3 separate regions of the Mus musculus genome follow, and all the other regions are linked to region 3. A link is a contact called in public HiChIP or PLAC-seq and Micro-C data. All regions are on one chromosome and are shown on one strand. The core of a region is the stretch at or near the end of the contact, and the rest is flanking DNA. Distances in the headings are between cores, read along the strand shown. Region 1 overlaps Adk (adenosine kinase). Region 2 overlaps Gm30363 (a long non-coding RNA gene). Region 3 overlaps Kat6b (K(lysine) acetyltransferase 6B).

Region 1 (4,035 bases), core at 1,266-3,765, 220 kb after region 3:
GACCCAGTGAACCATCTTACCAGCCCTCGGAATGTAAAATGATAAGACCACTTTGGAAATTCATCAGTGCCTGAAAAAGTTAACTTTGGGGCTGGAGAGATGGATGGCGTAGTGGTTAAAAATGCAAGTTTTCTGTTCTTCCAGAAGACCATGGTTCCATTCCCAGCACCCACATGGCAACTTGTAACTGTTTGTTAACTCTAGCTCCAAGGGCTCCAATGCCCTCTTCTGGCCTTCTAGGGCACTAAGCACATGTGTGGTGCACAGACATAGGTGCCGGCAAGCACTCATACATACAAAATAGAAACAAATATTGTCTGAAAACGTTAAATTTACCTACTCTATGCCTCAGTCATCCTATCTCCAGATGTTTGCTCAGGGTAAATGAATGCAGATGCGCCTGGACTTGTAAATGAGTGCTCACAGCAGCCTTGCTGTGTCTGACAGTTTCCAGGGGAGGAAATCCGAATGTCTGAGTGGGGGCAGGAAAGAGTTCTGGACAGGCATGGGATGGTGGGTGTGCCCACAGTGAAGGGCACACTGCATGTCAAAGTTTATAAAACAGAACTTTAACACAGAAGAAAGGAGAGAAAGGACAGGACGGGAAGGAAGGACAGGAAAGAAGGGAAGGGATGGGAAGGGGTGGGGAGGGGAGGGGAGAGGAGGGGAGGAAAGGGGAGGGAAGGGGGGAGGGAGGGAAGGAAGGAAGGAAGGAAGGAAGGAAGGAAGGAAGGAAGGAAGGAAGGAAGGAAGGAAAAAGGTGTAGTCACTAATAAGATAGATCAAAACCAGAAAAACCTGTGCTACTGCCTCTGGGGAACCTGAGCTGTCTCTGAGCTCAAATATTCAGGACAGGATAATGAGAAACTGTTGTGCTAGTGGACTTCCGGCCTTCCCTGAGGCCCAGGCAGCCTAGGGTGCAGGGTGGAGCTGGAGGTTAATGTGAAGCTGGGCTACCACGGCCTGCAGAGAGCACACCAGATTGATGCCCTTCCTCTTTTCCCTGGCCAGGCCTGGGAAATGCTCCGTAGGTGATAAAATGTTTGCCCAATTACAGAAGAGAATTAATTTGGCTAATAGAATGATGCCTTTGGAAGAATGTGAACTCATTCTCTCAAGAGTATTTTTTTTCACGGTTTACAGGTAACAGGCAAAGGTCAGTATAAACTTTCTGCCAAACTCTGAGACTGAAATGTTCAGCCCACACAGCGAATGGGGCAGACGCCAGGTTCAGAGTGCGATCAGCTTACAATGGAAACACATCTATTAGAACCCTTATGAGCAACATCTGTTTTCCTCATTCTTCCTGCCATGATCTTTGTGAGAAAAGCTCATGTTGTGGAACATTCTGTGAGGCTAAGTGCTGGCACCCTCCTTCTGAGAGGAGAGCCAGCTGACGGATGCGTGGCTGTGCACTGAAGTCCCATTTACTCTGACAAGGAAAACCTGGATGCCAACAAAAGCGAAGACCTTTGGACCCTGCAGAGTCTCAGCTTTTCAATAATCTATTCTTAAAACCTAGCAAAGATGAACTACAGATAGTGCATAATCAATTAGAGGTGGGGCCTTCACGAAGTAGTCTTTATTAATCATAAAGAATGTATAAATTTACCTAATGTTCATATTTATATTTAAAAATGAGAGGGAATTCCTTTATAATGTGAATGAATTAACAGCCTAAGCGCCCCCCTCCCAGCCCTCAGATTGGGCCTTACTGTGTAGCTCTGGCTGGTTTGGAACAACCTATGTAGAGCAGGCTGGCCTCCAACTCAGTGTGATCCACTTACTTCTGCCTCCCTAGCGCTGGGATTGAAGGCATGTGCACCATACCAAGCTTCTAAGATGCCTGCACCTTGAAAAATATATGTAACATAAAACTGACTACTTTACAAATATATTTTTTTACATTAAGTGTGTTGTGCCATGGCGAGTATGTGGAGGTTAGAGGACAATTTGCTGGAGTCAGTTCTCCCCTTGGACCATATGGATCTGGGTATTGAACTCAGAGGCCCCACGGCAGGCACCTTTACACAGTGAGCCACTTTGTCAGCCCCATTCACTTATTTCTTCTTTTGGAAAATTTATTTTTATGTGTACCGTGTTATTGCCCGTGTGTATAGTTATTTGCCATGTGCCTGGTGCCCTTGGAGGCCGGAAGAGGGAATCAGATCCCCTGGTCCAGGAATCATGGAGGGTTGTGAAGTGCCATCAAACTTGGGTCCTATGCAAGAGTGTCCAGTGCTCTTAACCAGTGACTTATCACTGCAGCCCCATTTACCACCTCTTACTGGCTTGGTCATATTGAGTAGCATAGACCATGGCTTGCGTACTCATTTACCTACAGGCTGAAGAGCATGCTGGTTGCTTCTTAGTCTTGTCATTTATGGGTAAAACTGCTATACACATTTGTGTACAGGTTTTTGTGCAGACATAAGTTTTCAGCTCATTTGGGCAGCCAAGGAACACAATTGCTGGATCATATGGTAAGCATATGTGTAGTGTGTAAGGAACTGCCAGACTGTATTCCCAAGTGGCCATCCTAGTTTTCATTTTCACCAGCAGTGAATCAGAGTTTCTGGGGCTGCACATCTTTGCCATGTATGACACACACACAAACTCAAGATGCTGGTGAAACGAGATGAGAAATGTCTTCCTCTCTGTTTTAGACAGTATCTCACATGGCCCTAGTTGGTCCTAGGTATGTTCTGTCTCTGTCTCTCTCTGTATCTCTGTCTCTCTGTCTGTCTCTGTCTGTGTGACTCTGACTCTCCCTCTCTCTGTCTCTCTCTGTCTGTCTATCTGTCTGTGTGTCTCTGCCTCTCTCTGTCTCTTTCTGTCTCTGTCTGTCTGTCTGTGTGACTCTGTCTGTCTGTCTCTGGCTGAGATAGCTTTGGATCCCTGGTCTTCCCAAGGGCTTACAGGTGCCTGCCTCCTCATCTGGCTGATTTTCCCTTTATTATTGTTTTTAATGTTGATTCAGGCCTAGTGGTGCTGGCTTGTGATCCTAGTCACCAGAAGACTGAGGCAGGGACAAGTCTACCTTAGAAGACATAGTAAGATCCTGTCTCAACTACCACAACCAAACAAGCCCTCTCCCCCATGTTTACTTAAAGAGAAACTCTTCCAAACAGCAGAGAGTGCAGGGCCTCTGCACTGTACCCAACCCCAGCGGCTCCTCAACCTTCTCAGCATCCTCTCAGCTGCAGGCTCGGTAGCTTCAGAAGGTCACATGACTCAACCCCAGCTCTGCAGCTGTTGGCTGTGGCTTTGGTTTCAGTCCTCTGGACAGGTCCAACGATCTAATTAATCCTTTGCTTTCCTGACTGCTCTGATGTGGTGATTTCCTCACTGCCTCTGTCCCTGGCCTCACTCCAGCTTGTTCACTGAAGTTATCGATGCTCTTTATATGTAAGTAATATCAAACTTCACATTGTACAGTAGTGACAAGTTAATTACATAGTTATTAAGAGATAATGTGGGAGCAGTAACACAAGTTATCATGTAATTACCTTTGTTCTTAAAGGCATCACCATGCAATTAAAGCAAACCCGATACGATATTTTAGCAAGCAATAGCCTGTCTACATGTGCGCACACACACATTGCTCTCTGTCATTTCCAGGTCAATTTAGTCTTTTGCTTTTAAAAAAAGACACCTGCCCTTTAGAAGCTGGGTGTGGTAGCTGAGTGTTACATAGTGAACTCCAGGCTGGTCTGGGCTACTGAGTTTCCCTGATTTTCCTTTGTATCTGGTTGTGGGTGTCCCTGATCACAGAGTTCTGGTGTTAGAATTAAAGGTACACAATACTATGCCTGGGGAACTTGCTTTAAAACAAACAAACAAACAAACAAACACAAAGATGCCTGCCATTTAGTGTCAACTTTGGTGCATACTCCCGCCTGCTTAACCTTCTCATCTCCTGCACCAGTAGACACCAGACCCAAGATGCCATATAGCAGGAGAGACTGTAACTCAAAGGCTCTAGTTTTGCAAAGGTTGTATATCTGGATATCTAGGTACTGGGCTACATACCAA
Region 2 (4,026 bases), core at 8-2,507, 190 kb after region 3:
TTTGTTTTATATTTATTTACACTCCAAATTTTATTCCCTGCCCCAACTCCACCTTCTGACTTTTCCAAAACTCATACCTCCTCCCCACCCCTCTATCTTGACAAAGATGTCCCCACCCCCACCCTCTATCCAACCAGACCTCTTAACTCCCTGGGGCTCCCACTCTCTTGAGGGTTAGGTGCATCATCTCTGATTGATCCCAGACCTGGCAGTCCTCTGCTGTATATGTGTTGGGGGCCTCACATCAGCTGGTGTATGCTGCCTGGTTGGTGATCCAGTGTTTGAGAGATCTTGGGGGTCCAGGTTAATTGAGACTGCTGGTCCTCCTCAGCTTCTTCCAGCTTTTCCCTAATTCAACCACGGGGTCAGCAGCTTCTGTCCATTGGTTGGGTGCAAATATCCACACCTGACTCTTCCATCTGCTTATTGGGTGTTCTGGAAGGCAGTCATAATAGGTCTCTTTTTGTGAGTGCTCCATAGCCTCAGTAATAGTGTCAGGCCTTGGGACCTCCCCTTGAGCTGGATCCCACTTTGGGCCTGTTGCTGGACCTTCTTTTCCTCAGGCTCCCCTCCATTCCATCCTTGAGGTTCTTTCAGACAGGAACAATTATAGATCAGTGTGGAGAGCCTTTGGGGGTTATGCTTGGCAGGAATCTGACATTGGCCAAGGACAAGGAAATGGGCTTCTGGCGGGAATCTGACTTTGGCCATGACAAGGAAGTAAGCTCAGGCAGGAATCTGACATTGGCCAAGGACAAGGCAGTAAGAATCTGGTTTTAGGGTAGAACAAAGAAGTAGGCTCAGATATCTTGATCATCCTTAGAAACAGCAATCACCGGAGTGACCCTGGGGCTTTGTGTTTATTGCTTGATCCCTCATTGTACTACTTGCCCTGAATACTTGCATGTAATTAAAATGGTATAAAAAGTGGATTGGGGGTGGGGGTGGCGCACGCCTTTAATCCCAGCACTCAGGAGGCAGAGGCTGGTGGATTTCTGAGTTCAAGGCCAGCCTGGTCTACAAAGTGAGTTCCAGGACAGCCAGGGCTACACAGAGAAACCCTGTCTCGAAAAACAGAACAAACAAACAAACAAACAAACAAAAAAGTGGATTGAGAAAATTAAATTTGCTTTCAGTCTCAGAATTAACTGGGGTCATGCTACAATGTTGTCTAACTGTCTTTTTTTTTTTTAACCCTCACTCCTGAGCTTGAGAACCTGATGACTGACTGGGCCGGCTTGGTCAGGTCAGAGTTGTGACTGTGGGATGGCAACCCCCTCCCTCACTTCCCTGTCTCCCTACTGGAGGTGGCCTCTATAAGTTGGTGAAACTGTTTGGTTTGGAGATATGGCCTTGTTTTGGAAGAGGTTTGTCACTGTGATGGGCTTTGAAGTTTCAAAAACCTACATCATTGCCAGTTAGCTCTTTCTGCCTCCAACTTTTGGATCAGAATTTAAGCTCTTAGCTGCTGCTCCAACACCATGCCTGCCTACCTGCCGCCTTGCTCTCTGCCATGATGACCATGGACGTTAACCTTCTGGAGCTCCCAAGCTAAATAGTTTCTTTCATAAATTGCTTTGACCATGGTGTCTTGTTATAGCAATAGAAAAACAATTGAGGCAACACCCATACACATAAAATTAATGAATACATAAATAAACCATTTTAAAGAATTTACAGTCTCAAGAACCTGTGTGTGAATTTTTATTCTTTCTAGAGACATGGTTTCTCTGTGCAGCCTGGGCTGCCCTGGAACTCACTCTGTAGACCAGGCTGGCTTTGAACTCACAGAGATCCATCTGCCGCTGGCTTCTGAGTACTGGGATTAAAGGCATTCACAACTATCTCCTGGCTTTAACACACACACACACACACACACACACACACACACACACAAGGCTCAGGATTATAACCTGGTTGTTAGAATGATTGCCTAACATGCATGAACTCCCAGATTTGATTCCCAGGACTATATAAACCAGATGTGGTGGTATATATCTGCAATCCCATCATTCTGAAGTTGAAGGGCTAAAAACCAGAAATTGAAAGTCATTCTTGGCTACATAGTGAGTTCCAGATCATCCTGGGATATAAAAGACCCTGCTAAAGCCGTTCCAGTCTCTAGGGGTTTAATTTTTTCATTTAGTTTATATTTATGTGTACCTGCTTGTCTGTATATGTGCCATATATGTGCACTGCTCTTAGAGGCCAGAAGAGTTGGACCCCCTTGAATTGGAGGTTGCTGCGGGCCACCTGATGAGGGTGTTTGAAACCAAACTCAGGTCCTCTGAAGAGCAGTACAGGCTCTTAACTACTGAGCTGTCTCCAGCTCTGCAGTCGCTATTTTTACTTTGGTGTTTGTTTGTTTGTTTGTAGAACAGGCTGGCCTCTAACTCGATCCTCCTGCTTCTTCTTCTCCAGTCCTGGGATTAAAGGCAAGTACTACCAGAGCCTGGCTTGCCAGTCACTGTTTTGAAGGCTAAATATTGAAAATTCCTCCAGACTCTGAAAGAATACTAGTCAAAAGTGTCTCTCTAGGTCCAGGGAAGTCAGGGATAAGGTGGTTTTCTGCCTCCACCCTTTGACGTCTTTTGCTTACATTTATCCTATAGAAAATTTCTGTTGCTTGGTGACAGCAGGTCTGTCTATGCCAGGGGTGGCAGTGACTCTGCCCTGTGTCTGAGTCATTTCCACAGTTTCACACAGTTAGGATTATGATGGAGAAGGAAGGATCACACTGCTGTCCACACAGGGCTCTCTCTCTGCCTTCCTCACACCCCAGACTTCAAGTTCTGGGTGCTAGGTGGTTGCAACTTCCTGTGGGGGGTGGACCCTCTCCTCGTTCTATCTCACCATTAGGATAGCGTTCCTGTTTCCTCTGGCAGGTCCCCAAAGCCACTCATTCACACTACCTTGCCTTCTTTCTCAGCTTTAGATATCATGGCACTTTTTATGCCTTTCTCCAAGACCTCTTTTGGTGACAGAAGGGACCTGGGTGGCTTAGCACATCTATTCCTAGGCTTCCGGAACCCTGAATAAAGGACTGGTGCTATCTTCTACCCTCTATGCCTCCAGAGTACTAAGTGTGGGTTTGGTTTCAGAGAAATTTTATCCATCTTTGCTTGGCTTCCTTTTTCTCCCACTCTCCTTCTCTCTTCCTCCTCCTCCTCCTCACTTCCTCCTCCTTTCTTTCTTTTCTTTCTTCTTGACAGCTTTTTTTTTTTTTAAATATAGATGACCTGGAGCTCTATGCAGACCAGCGTAGCTTCTAACTCATAGAAATTCTCCTGCCTATGCCTTCCTAGAGATGGAAGGTAAAGAGTATACCACCACACCCAACTATCTTTGCCTGGAATTTGCTATATAGATGAGGCTGACCTTGAACTTCTGACCCTCTTGATTTCTTCCCCCCCTCCTCCACCTACCCTGCCCAGGCTGTCCTGTGCTAAGGATGAAACCCAGGGCCTCATGCTTGCTAAGCACAAATCCTACCAGCTGGGCTGCATTTCTAACCTCTCTCCCTCTTTGAATCAGTGAACAATTATGGAGTGCTGCTCAAGTCTGAGGTCCTGGACTGGGCACCAGGGAGGGCCTGGTGGACAAAACAGCCCGACATGCCAAGAAGGCCACAGTTCTTACTGACTGAGACGGGTCAGCTATGTCCAGATTAACTACAGGGCTGGTGAGTCTTAGCTTTGAGTTCTAGGTGCACCCTCTGCTTGGACACACAAATCTACCAGGTACCCTCCAGGTCTGTGCCCCCGCTTAGAGTTATTACCTCTCAGCTTTCAGGATTCCTGCCCTCCTGCCCATCCTGGCAGTGGGAAGTCTCAGGTTGCGTGCCAGAGACTCTCTCCTGAATAAGCCAGGAGACAGCTGCTATGCTTTTGTCTCTTTACAACCGGATAGTCTGCCTTTGTCATCTTCTCTCCCACTTAGAGGTGTCTTTGTGACAGGCTCAAGCATACTGCTTTATTGTGTTCCCCCATTTGTAGGTAGCTGTGTCTACCATGCTGTACCAGAAAG
Region 3 (4,462 bases), core at 1,602-4,101:
GACCCCCCCAGGCCTCTGAGGTGTCCTGCAGACCAGCAGGTGGCAGTGAACACCAGACTAGGGTGGTTAGCATGCTGCACACGTTAGCAGTAAGCAGAACCACAAGTGTAAGATAAACGATTGTGACACTGGACCACTGAGATGTAAACTACAGGGAAACTACAGAGAGTGAAACAAAAACTGTGAAGAGAAGCCAGACAGACCAGAAAACAGCTTATCTGCATACACACCTTTCTTTTAATGGAAACTGACTGTGGCTTAGTCAACCGAGGGGGAGATGTCTGAATGCTCTCCTCCTCTTCCTCCTCCTCCTCTTCCTCATCATCTTCCTCCTCCTCCTCCTCCTCTTCCTCACTGCTCTCTTTGGACAGCTCTAACAACTGTCCTCGCTCCCCGGCCACTGGCCGCCTCTCTGGGGAGTGCAGGTACTTATTCTTTGATTGTACTTTTGCAGACGATTGCCTACTGCTAACTCTGGACGACAGGATCTCTTGCTCCTCCTTCTCCCAGCAGCTGGCTTGTTCCATTAGTCGTTCAGCCTGGGGTGGGGAGCAAAATGGTCATCGGTGAGGTCAGTTACACGGCTGGAGCCTCCAGGATCAATGAAAAAGGATCTCTCTCTAAGTGAGTTCTGACCAGCTGGTCAAGCACATTCCAGCTGTATCAGTTAGGAGAGCAGACCTAAGACGGCTGGGTTTCATGGGATAGTAAGTGGTGTTACGGCTGGGTTTCATGGGATAGTAAGTGGTGTTAACGATGCAGTGAATTGATTCAAGCTCTTTATCACTACATTACATGCTCACTGGCATGGAGCACTCTACGCAAGTTTATAAACACAAAGAATCGATTAACATGGCAGCACTGCAGCCCAGCACCAAGTCTGATCTGATTACATACTGTCAGTGCTGAGTGCCTCGGTGTGATCAATGATAAATGTCTCATTTTTCATACTTAATTCAATAAAATTATCATGTCTTAATCGGTTAGGATAAATTAGCGCTGTATCGTTTCATAAGCGTTATAACTGAGCTTTCACAATGACGCAAATGACTCTCTTAGCTTAAGCAACTACAAGACAAAAGTCACCACTCAGGATGACTCGTCATCACCTCCTTCTCAGCTTCTCGCTCTTCCTCAGAAACCACAGCATTAGAAATTAACATTGGGGTCCATCTTAGACTCTCCGGATCAAGTTCATTGGGTCGGGAACAGTTCTTCAGCTTTTCCATGTGGCCCAATATCAACTTTTCCCTTCTAATGATGACAAACCTGTAATATAGGGAGACAAGACAAAGTGAGATTAAAAAAACTGAGAGCTAGTGGGGTGTGGTTGCATACACCTTTAACCTTAGCACTTGGGGGAGGCAGAGGCAGGAGACTCTCTGTGAGTTCAAGGCCAGCCTGGTCTAACAAACTGAGATGGAGGGATGCCAGGGCTATACAGTGAGGCCCTGTCTAGAAAACCAAACCAAACCAAACCAAACCAAACCAAACCAACTCAAGATTAAATGGTGGACATGCTGGTGCATACCTGTAATCCAGAACTGAGGCAGGAGGATCGCATGAGTTTGAAGGTTACCTGGGCTACTGTTTTAAAAGAACAAAGTCCCTGGCCAATCCAGATTCCTTTGACCCAGGTTATGAAAATGGAAAACCAGCAAAAGCAACAACAACAGGCTTGATCCTGCTGTGGATCAAGAAAGCAGAAAGCAGGGCACTCACCTGCCATCCCTCCTGTCAATCATGTGGAGGTGCTGCAGAGTGGTGGCGATGTCATGTGGGCACATGCCTGTGGCTCTGCTAATGGCCTTGATGCTGATGTGCCTCTCGTGGTGGCGGTAGAGGTATTCCAAGATGACACTTTTCCAGTAGGCCAGGTAGGAGAGCCGGCCCAGGTCAGAGAGCGGCTTTTCGGGAGACCCTGCTTGGCCTTCTCTTCGAGAAAGCAAATAGCCTAGGCAGGAAAAGCAAAACTGCACTCAGCTTGGTTGTCAGAGCTAGGGCCAGGACTAGGAACAATGTCATCAGCCACAAGGTAAAAGCATCACACAGGTCAAGTGTGTCCTGTCAAGCTCGTCACCTCTCTCAATTACAGTGATGTCACCTCGTCAAATTTCTGCTTGTCAACTTTTGTGGTGACACTGTAAGCGAATTCACACAGCTGGTGGCAGCTAACATACATGGTGTTGTGTGTCACGGAGGTTGAAAGCTAAGACTAAAGAGACTTCTGGGGAATCTCCACACATAAATCCCCTGCAAGCCTGAAATTCTCTCGGATACTCAATGTCAGGATCTCTCGGATCCTGGGGAGGGACCACCCCGACATTAATGGGCAGGTTGTTTTCCACAGAGGACCCGATGACCCTTTGACAGCTGGGGCTTAGTGAAGGGGCTTCGGCTGACACAGCCTGCACTGCCTGTTCCGTTTAACCAGCGGCTGATTTGAAGCTGTTTTAGTATTAATAAAACACTGGCTTTCACGCCTATGGTGGCAAACGCAAATCTACGATGCTAGCTCTATTTTTACCCTTCTCATAAAAACTAAGCCAACCTGAGAATGTGGCTCCTACAATTACAAATAAAATACACGAGCACATGAAGCTCGAACCGCACAGCTTTTCTGGCAAAGAAACTCTGAAATGAGAAGACTTTAAGCCCACTTAGAGGAAATGAACGGAAGCTGGTGGCTGTCTCGGTAATTAAGAGGCAGTAATGGAGGAGAGAAGAATTGACTGTCAAGTAGTGATGGCTTCTTTGCTCTAATTGTTTCAACAGCCTCACCTCCCTGAGGTTCACCTCCGTGAACCTCCTGCGTGTAAACAAACATCAGCACAGACAGTAGGTGGCAGCACTCACCAAACCAGGCCACTCTACACCAACCCAGACATCAGCGTTCCTCCCCTTCATCTACAGTTCCAAAATGGCTGCACTTGCAAGAATTTTCTGTTTTAGTTTTTCTGTTGTTGTTACAAAGAGAAATCAATGCCTTGGATCCATTTTCTTCCTGTTTCTCAAAACCACTTGCAAATAATGCAGAAATCTAGAAAAAGACACTCTACCTCAACAGCATGCTGCATCTTGACAGCTTTTATTTGAATGTCATCATACAGAATAGAAATAAAATAAGCATCGTGTTTTGCCTAAGATTTTTGGTTTAACTCCTCTCGTCCTGTTTAAGTATTGAATGCAAACAAACACCAGACTTTAACAGCCAAGCCACTGTCGGCGCGTGCCGCTCTGCCACACTGAGGTTTTCAACAGCGGTGTCAGGAATGCTAACGTGGACAGCTGCTGTGCTGCAGCCAGCCCATATCGTGTCCTGTCAACATGGAGAGTGCTGCGTTGCCAGAGCAGTGGAGGAAGCCCAAACCTCAGCACAGAAAACTGGCGTATCCCGTCACCTGCTCCCTAAGTGCTTGGCATAGCCTGAGAAATTTACTTAGTCAGCTGGGAGCCCCAGCTCTGTACTTCTGCCGGGGGTGGGGGGGTGAGGCGCAGGTATAGAACCATGGATGATAACTGTTCCCTTTGTCCACAAGATCCCACAATTAAAAGTTCCCTGCAGTGACTAACTATGGAAGTCCCCAGGCCCTCACTGATTCATGTGAATCCCACTGTTGAAGGCAGAAATTTGGCCTACAAGCAGTTCCCCCTCCCACCTACGCTCACCACTACACAGAACTACCTTACCCTGGAGGCACGGTTTTTATTATGTCTCTATGTTCCCACACTTTGACCTAAGAGGGAAGCATTCCCACCCTCCCTTTCAATTTTACCTAGCTGTTCTTGTACCCCGAGTCTAAAAAGCATGCGGTAATTTAGGCGAGCCAGCAAGCTGAGCCCCTGGGGAGCACTGGAGTACAAACCTTTCAGTACCCTCCACTCCTGCAGTGTCAAAAGGCTGACTCCTGACAATTCCTTGGCCTTTTGACTGCAGCGCAGGACTGCTGCCCCATAGGTGGAAGGTAACACGCTCTATGTGTCATGGACATTGAGCCCACTGGTCTCTCCCAGCAAAGCACCCTCCTGTTGTGTGTGCACTCAGAGGCTGTGAAGAGGCAGGGACTCTGCAAGCACTTGTTGGGAGGGATACTTTTCAGGGTGCCGAGAATATGACTGGAAACCCAATGTTTAGTCAGAACCTCCTGCACACATCCCAGGGATGATGAGCACCAAACACCACCCAAAGCCAATGCCCTGAGGTGCCTGGCCCTGCTTGTAGTGTGTCTCCTCCTCCTCTGGGAATCCAGAGACCCTCAAAGAAGTTGCAGCCAGGAAGAAAATGGCACTTTTGCCGAGAACTATTTGGAATCTCCCCATGACGGAGGATGCTCTGATGTTAAACAGAATCCACCAGGAACAGTAAAAATGACCATGAACACATGTCTTATTTCTTACTAGTTGACTGAAATGGCATGCAGAATGACAATCTGTGCTGTTTGGAAAGGTGCTGTGCCTCCTG

What was found. A called contact is a pair of places that touch in the nucleus more often than the background predicts. HiChIP or PLAC-seq counts read pairs in DNA pulled down with a chosen protein or histone mark.
Region 1: a contact with region 3 is called in a Micro-C map of muscle stem cells, with 2.5 times the contacts expected there. The contact joins two enhancer-like sites. A contact is called at or near these places in 1 of 39 promoter capture datasets (liver) and 8 of 484 Hi-C or Micro-C datasets (the HL-1 cell line, the HPC-7 cell line, embryonic fibroblasts and 4 more).
Region 2: a contact with region 3 is called in an H3K27ac HiChIP or PLAC-seq map of embryonic stem cells, with 15 read pairs. The contact joins two enhancer-like sites. A contact is called at or near these places in 10 of 484 Hi-C or Micro-C datasets (the Ba/F3 cell line, the CH12 cell line, the G1E-ER4 cell line and 7 more), 5 of 115 datasets of contacts at active chromatin or transcription factors (double positive thymocytes, embryonic stem cells and stem cell-derived neural progenitor cells) and 2 of 9 other capture datasets (adipose tissue and liver).

What each region holds. Positions count from the first base shown.
Region 1 is chr14:21,439,216-21,443,250 of GRCm38.p6, reverse strand. The region is part of intron 10 of Adk (adenosine kinase); the gene reads right to left. Among named protein-coding and RNA genes, the nearest start is that of Gm52152, 23 kb to the right of the region's middle. Within about 2 kb of position 2,515, at least 46 of the 459 cell types and tissues checked have an H3K27ac peak or open chromatin away from gene starts, as enhancers often do. A contact at or near this core is called in muscle stem cells, where this site is marked.
Region 2 is chr14:21,471,567-21,475,592 of GRCm38.p6, reverse strand. The region is part of intron 1 of Gm30363 (a long non-coding RNA gene); the gene reads left to right. Among named protein-coding and RNA genes, the nearest start is that of Gm30363, 10 kb to the left of the region's middle. Within about 2 kb of position 1,257, at least 15 of the 459 cell types and tissues checked have an H3K27ac peak or open chromatin away from gene starts, as enhancers often do. A contact at or near this core is called in embryonic stem cells, where this site is marked.
Region 3 is chr14:21,658,235-21,662,696 of GRCm38.p6, reverse strand. It overlaps Kat6b (K(lysine) acetyltransferase 6B), which reads right to left. Exons shown (of 17, transcript NM_017479.3): 13 at 1,723-1,954; 14 at 1,110-1,269; 15 at 231-539. Among named protein-coding and RNA genes, the nearest start is that of Dupd1, 54 kb to the left of the region's middle. Within about 2 kb of position 2,851, at least 36 of the 459 cell types and tissues checked have an H3K27ac peak or open chromatin away from gene starts, as enhancers often do. A contact at or near this core is called in embryonic stem cells and muscle stem cells, where this site is marked.